Regions from separate parts of the Drosophila melanogaster genome. Here region 2 is linked to region 1. A link is a contact called in public Hi-C data. All regions are on one chromosome and are shown on one strand. The core of a region is the stretch at or near the end of the contact, and the rest is flanking DNA. Distances in the headings are between cores, read along the strand shown.

Region 1 (3,174 bases), core at 40-2,539:
CCGAGGAACCAAGGAGTTTGCCGCCGAGTGTCCCGAATGTGGCAAGACATTCAACGATAAGGGATATTTGAGCAGTCACCTAAAGATTCACCGGAACCGGAAGGAGTACGAGTGTCCTTACTGTCCCAAATCGTTCAATCAGCGTGTGGCCTTCAATATGCATGTCCGGATTCATACCGGCGTGAAACCCCACAAATGCAACGAGTGCGGAAAGAGATTTTCGCGTAAAATGCTGCTCAAACAGCACATGAGGACGCACAGTGGTGAGAAACCGTATCAGTGCTCCGTGTGCGGCAAGTCCTTTGCCGATCGCAGCAACATGACCCTGCACCATCGCCTCCACTCGGGAATCAAGCCCTTCAGCTGCCCCCTGTGCCCCAAAGCCTTCACCAAAAAGCATCACCTAAAGACGCATCTGAATTACCATACAGGCTGCAAGCCGTATGTCTGCCCACATCCCAACTGCAATCAGGCATTCACCCAGTCGAGCAATATGCGAACCCACGCTAAGAAGTGTCAGTACCGTCCGTTGGATGGACTCACGGTCACATCATCCGCACTTCCAGTACCGGGAAAACAACAAACAGGTCCACCGCCCACTTTGGCCATGGCCATGGCTCAAACATTTCAAATGCCGCCACCTCCTGGAGTTCTAACACCTGGATCTGGTCCATCCCAACCGCCGAGTCAGCAAACCCTTCTCAGCAATCTCAGGACATTCTAAATGGGTGGAATCGTTGTGCCCGGCCAGTTTCAACCAAATTTGTGGCAATTACAAAGTGCAGTACTTCCACTGTTGTTATTCAATTTACATTTATTTTCAAGCAATAATTTTGCTAGAAATTAAATTAGGAATAGACATTAATTATTATTAAAATAGGCATATATATTGGCCAGTCAATAAAGTATAATATCAAATACAAAAGGATTCCAGGATTCTAGAAATAATATTTTGGATTGGAGATATGATTGGGAGTCCAACTAGGTAATTTCGCTTATAATCAGATAACGCAGCCTTATTTAATTCAAATCTTCTAGTGACAAAAATTAAAAGATGTATGTTTTTTTAGTAAACAAATGAACGAACCGTTGCAGTACATTTAACATATTTAAAAGTGCGCTCTCACTCAGCCAGATGGCGCCACCTGATAGTTTATTACCACTGTAGGTGTGTTGAGTAACTAAACGAAATCTTGCTGTTAAATTGTATTCACAGCTGTCCTAAAACCGAGTTGGCAGCCCTTTTCCCCTCAAAAATCGAAAGTCTGTTAATATATCGATAAGTCAAGGCAATTGTCAGTGGTACCGTTTCGTCTGGTATGACCGTGTTGTGAAATTTTGTTAGAAATTTACAATATAAGCGAGCATAAAAAACGCAGGAAAAGCGCAAAAAAATCAGTAAAACGTGCCTGCGGACCCAGGCTGCGGTGCGTCCAGTTGGCCGTAGAAAGCCTTTACCAAATTCGATCGAACTGAGAATTCGATTCGGTTAACTTCTGCATTGGGCTCAATTTCACCATTGCACACGTGTCTGGAGCTTTTCCTGGGTTCGGTCACCTCCTCCTCGGATTGCGGACGATCCCGTGGTAGCGCTGGGAAATGCCCAGCAGAGGACGGCGGGCAGTTCGAGATTGTTCCGGCAAAGAAGCAGGCGCAACTGCAACAGACGCTGGTCACCAACGACAGCACCGGACTCTCAATGGCTGAGTACTGGCAGCAGTTGACCAACGGCGCCGGAGAAGCGGGACCCGGCAATGAGTCATCCGCCATGGCAGACTGCAACGGAGGTCACGAATCGGCGGCAGTGGGTGGTTCCTGCAACAGGCACAGCAACAACAATTACGTGAACTTCAATCAGTTCATTATGCAGCACAATCTGGGTGGAGGAGCGCCCTCGAATGCCACCAGCACTATGCAACATCCGGTGGGCAGCAGCTACACTAACTTCTCCCTGGGCGGCGGTGGAGGAGCCTTTGGACTGAACCCACCAGTGGCATCCGCGAGTACCAGCCACTTTGCAAATGTGAGTCATCAATCTCCGAATGTATGTTTCGATATATTAGAACTTAGGTTTAGTCCTAATGAATCAACTAATAAATCACAAAACAGTTTTACTCGCAGGCCATGATCCCAACCTATCAAAATGGCGATGGCATCGCTAGAGTCACCGTCACCAGCAGCTATGGGTCGGTCAATCCGAGCAACAGCAATTTTTCGAGTTTTTACACACCTTTTGGCAATAATCCGTTTGACTTCAGCGCTTCCAAGCTGCAGGCCTCGGCTCCGGAATTCGTGCCCAATTTCGCCAAGCTGAGTCTAGAAGAGACACCGGCAGCCGCCACTACGAACGGAAACAGCACTGCCAGCCTAGAGACTGCCATAAATGAGACGAGACCTAGGACTCTGCGAGCCCAAGAACCAGCTGAACGAGGAGCTAACAACCAATGCTCGAACCATAATTACGAACGGGAGCGTGAGCGGGAACGTGACCGGGACCGGGACAGGGAAAGAGACCGGGACAGAGACAGGGACAGAGACCGGGACAGAGACCGGGACAGGGACAGGGACTCTAGACCCGGAAATACGCGACAACAACGCCGCTCCGACTATCGGGACGATCGGGAGGACCGGTACGAAAGAAGCGATCGTAGGAGGCCGCAGAAGCAGCAACGCTACGACAATCATCGCAGCAACAAACGCAGGGATGACTGGAATCGCAACAGGGACCGCATCAACGGCTTTCCCAGGGCCGTTGACGATTTGGACACGAGCAATGAGAGCGCACACCCATCGCCCGAAAAGCAGTCGCAACTGCAGCAAATCTCCCCAAGGCGAGGTCCACCGCTACCACCGGCGGATAACGAAAAACTATCGCAGCGAGAGAAACTGGTTCGCGACATCGAACAGCGCCGATTGGAGTGCCTTGTATGCGTGGAGGCGATCAAGTCGCACCAGCCAACCTGGTCGTGCAGGAACTGCTATCACATGCTGCACCTTAAGTGCACCATCACCTGGGCGAGTAGCTCCAAGTCCGAGGTGGGCTGGCGTTGTCCAGCTTGCCAGAATGTGCTGCAGGATTTGCCACGCGACTATCTCTGCTTTTGCGGCAAACTGAAAAACCCGCCGGTATCACGGACCGAATTGGCCCACAGCTGTGGCGAGGTCTGCTGCCGA
Region 2 (3,114 bases), core at 319-2,818, 140 kb after region 1:
CAAACAAGATACTCAAACAACTTCTAGCAGCTATAAACAAATGCAATAAATTCTTTTTAACAACAAACGCAAACTGTTTTTTTCATATGGGCTGATGGCTATTTTTTTGTAAACCCATCATAAAATATATATTATTTTCAATAATCATAAATAAATTTATTAAAAACATTAACTGTTTCCATGCTTAACAATTAACCCTTACTTTAGCAACATCTCCATGCTTTGCTTTCATTTACTTCTTGGAAAAAAAGTTCATAATGCCAGCTTGTTTGGTTTTCGGCGCATCCTTTCCAGCTTTCGCGGCTGAAGGCGGTGACTTCTTTTTGTTGACGGGAGCAGCAGCCTTTGGGGAAACCTTTTTGTTGGCAGGCTGGGCTTTTGTTGGTTTACGCTGCGTAATGACGAAGCCATCTTCATCCAGATAGGTTTCATTGGCCGGTTCCGTATCCATTTTCTCATCCAATGCGATGGTCTCTTCATCGGCGGACTTCTTGGGCGGCTGCTCCTCGTCCTCAGAGTCGCTGATTCGTCGCCGCTTGGAGGACGAGGCCTTTTCCTGATCGGAGTCGTTGTCCGACTCGATCACCTTCCGCCGCAGCATGTCCAGCTTTTCCTCCTCGTCGGACGATTCGGCACTCTCCTCGTCGAACAGTTGCATGGAAGTGTTTGCCGTTGTTGGCTTTTTGGTGGGACTGGGGGATTTCTTTTTCGAGGCTTCCTTTTTGTTTGAATTGGAAGCATCTTTCTTCGATTTATCTTCGGATTCCGGTGGCGACTTCTTGGCGCCTGCCGGTTGCTTCTTAAAGAAGTTGTCCACGGTGCCGGACGTCGATTTGCTGGGCGTGGCTTTGACATCCTTTGGCTTGCTGGCCGCCGCTGTGAAGAAGCTATTAATGCTACCCTTTTTGGCTGCTGCAGGCTTGGCTTTAGAGGCCTGTTCCTTGGGCGAGGTCTTCTTATCCTCCGGAGAGGACTTGCTGGCCACTGGCTTTTCCGCCTTCGACTTTGCTGGCTCTGATTTAAGTGAAGATTTTGAAGGCTCCAACTTAACCGCAGACTTTGATGGCTCCGATTTAGTGGGTTCAGATTTGACTCCATTGTGGGGAGTCGTCCCATTTGCACTGGGCACTATCTTTCCCGCTCCAGGACGCTGCTCCACTTTTGCCAACTTCACCTCCAAATGCTGCATGGGCTTGAAAATCGCAGCCGGCGCTTTGGTGCCACCGGCTATTTTCACACTATACAGCTGAGACTCCGCATCCTGGACTTTGGCCAGCCAATCCTGCATCCTGCTCTCCAGCACCACAGAGTACAGATCTTCGCCGGAATCGGATCCTTGCGTTTTACGCTTGCCATGGACTAGAAATCTCTTCTCGAATTTTGTGGCAGGTTCCTGCTCTTTGATGTAGGCCTCCAGCACATCGTTCACCTCCTTGTAGGACAGTTTGTACTCCTCCAGAAGATCGGTGACCAGCACACAGCGATCGAAATCGATCATGCAATCGTCGAGAGCCTTTTTAAGCGACATTTCGACAATTTGTTTAGTTAAAATTGCGCGAAATCGTATTGCGGGCGTGCCAACTTATGTGACTAAAAAAAGTGCTAAAACTCACCAGCAAAATAATGAATACTGAATTCGAAAATTTGTGACTTTGCTATGCATATTGTCAATGTAGAAAAAGGCGTATTTATTAAAGTTAATTAATTAATTATTATATATATTTAGTTGCTTTTTTTTGCTTGAATTATGAGCTTATTAATAGACTTTACATTTAGCTTAAATATAGCTAAATTGAAACAACTGCTATCTATCGATAACATCTACTTGCCGCTATTGCAAAGATAAGAAGAAGAAACGAGAAGTAAACAAACCAGATATCCTAATAAATTTTGATTTCTTTTTAATGCCCAAACAATGCAAGTAAATCCAAAACACAACACAGAAGCTCACAGACAAGCCGAGTAAGTGATAAAAATACAAGTGAATGCAGCAAGTGTAAGACCCAATTACAGGCAGGATGCCAACAAGGCGCGAATCACCCAAATTGAGGAGTTCATCAACGAGGTGCTGAAAGAGGATCTCAGAGAGCTGGAAAAGTGCATCGGGCAGTACAACGAGGAGATCATGGAGTACGTCCAGCTGAAGAACACCCTCCAGACCTTCGACACCCACCTACCAGATGGCTACAAAACGCAAGTCAACATCGGCAGCAACGTATTCATGCAGGCTCGCGTTCGGAAAATGGATAGCATTCTGGTCGATGTGGGCAAGAATGTGTTCCTCGATATGAGCATTCCAGATGCGGAACGCTTCTGCGACACACGCGTAAAGATCTTGACCAAGCAATCCGATGTCCTGCGCGACGAAAGCGTCAAGAAAAGGGCTCAAATCAAAATGGCCCTCATAGCAATCAGCGAAAGAACCAAACTTATTCAACAGGATGAAAGCAAATAGCTTCGCTGCGTCCACAGAAGCTGAAAGCATCTGTATCCTTGTTCGTATCAGTAGTGATCACATTATTACCAAGATTACACAAGCACTTAGTTTTTATTTTATACCACAATTTACAAAGACAATTTACAAGTTACGCGCCTCCAAAGTGTTGATGGCATAGAGATTTTGGGTGAGAACGATTTTTAAATGGAAGGAGGAGTTGCATGCAAATCCTGGCGACTCCTACGACTGATCCTGTGACGATCGAGTACGCCGCAATATGGATTGGGCCACCGGTTGCCCAATTCCAGCCGGACTTCCTGAGATCAAGGAGTTGCAGTACTGATCGTTCATAGTCTGATTCTGGTTAAAAATCCGCTGCGAGGTGCTGGTCAAGTTCTGCAATCGCCTGGCCATCTGCGGAAGTCACCAATAGACACCAGTTAGACAATAAAGTTAGAAAGTATTATTTTAATTCCAGCTGCCCGTTTAAGAAGTCCAATGGTTATCCAATTCGTCAAAATTTGGAACAGGCTTGTTGAAAATTAAGGAAAAATTCAAGTTTTACATGGTTTGGTGGCATTTTGGCATATAAAGATTTGTGAAAAATTTGTATATTTCCAACTCACATCGTTCCCCGCCTCGGGATTGGTCAGACCGCCACTCTTCGGAGGTGGACA

The links. A called contact is a pair of places that touch in the nucleus more often than the background predicts.
Region 2: a contact with region 1 is called in a Hi-C map of the Kc167 cell line, with 2.1 times the contacts expected there. The contact joins the promoter of PolD3 here to the promoter of stc in region 1. A contact is called at or near these places in 1 of 1 datasets of contacts at CTCF or cohesin (the Kc167 cell line), 27 of 107 Hi-C or Micro-C datasets (the D17-c3 cell line, the Kc167 cell line, the OSC cell line and 9 more) and 3 of 6 datasets of contacts at active chromatin or transcription factors (the Kc167 cell line and the S2 cell line).

The regions. Positions count from the first base shown.
Region 1 is chr2L:15,112,191-15,115,364 of dm6, forward strand. stc (shuttle craft) reads left to right here and starts at 1,290. Exons shown (of 5, transcript NM_057251.4): 1 at 1,290-2,044; 2 at 2,110-3,174. The coding sequence starts at 1,700. It overlaps CG15269, which reads left to right. Exons shown (of 2, transcript NM_135895.3): 2 at 1-902. The coding sequence ends at 724.
Region 2 is chr2L:15,254,736-15,257,849 of dm6, forward strand. It overlaps PolD3 (DNA polymerase delta subunit 3), which reads right to left and starts at 1,569. Exons shown (of 1, transcript NM_001201887.2): 1 at 84-1,569. The coding sequence starts at 1,528. The coding sequence ends at 233. Uxt (Uxt prefoldin-like subunit) reads left to right here and starts at 1,846. Exons shown (of 2, transcript NM_135900.4): 1 at 1,846-1,962; 2 at 2,014-2,907. The coding sequence starts at 1,916. The coding sequence ends at 2,455. It overlaps yuri (yuri gagarin), which reads right to left. Exons shown (of 12, transcript NM_165106.5): 11 at 3,064-3,114; 12 at 2,532-2,851. The coding sequence ends at 2,678.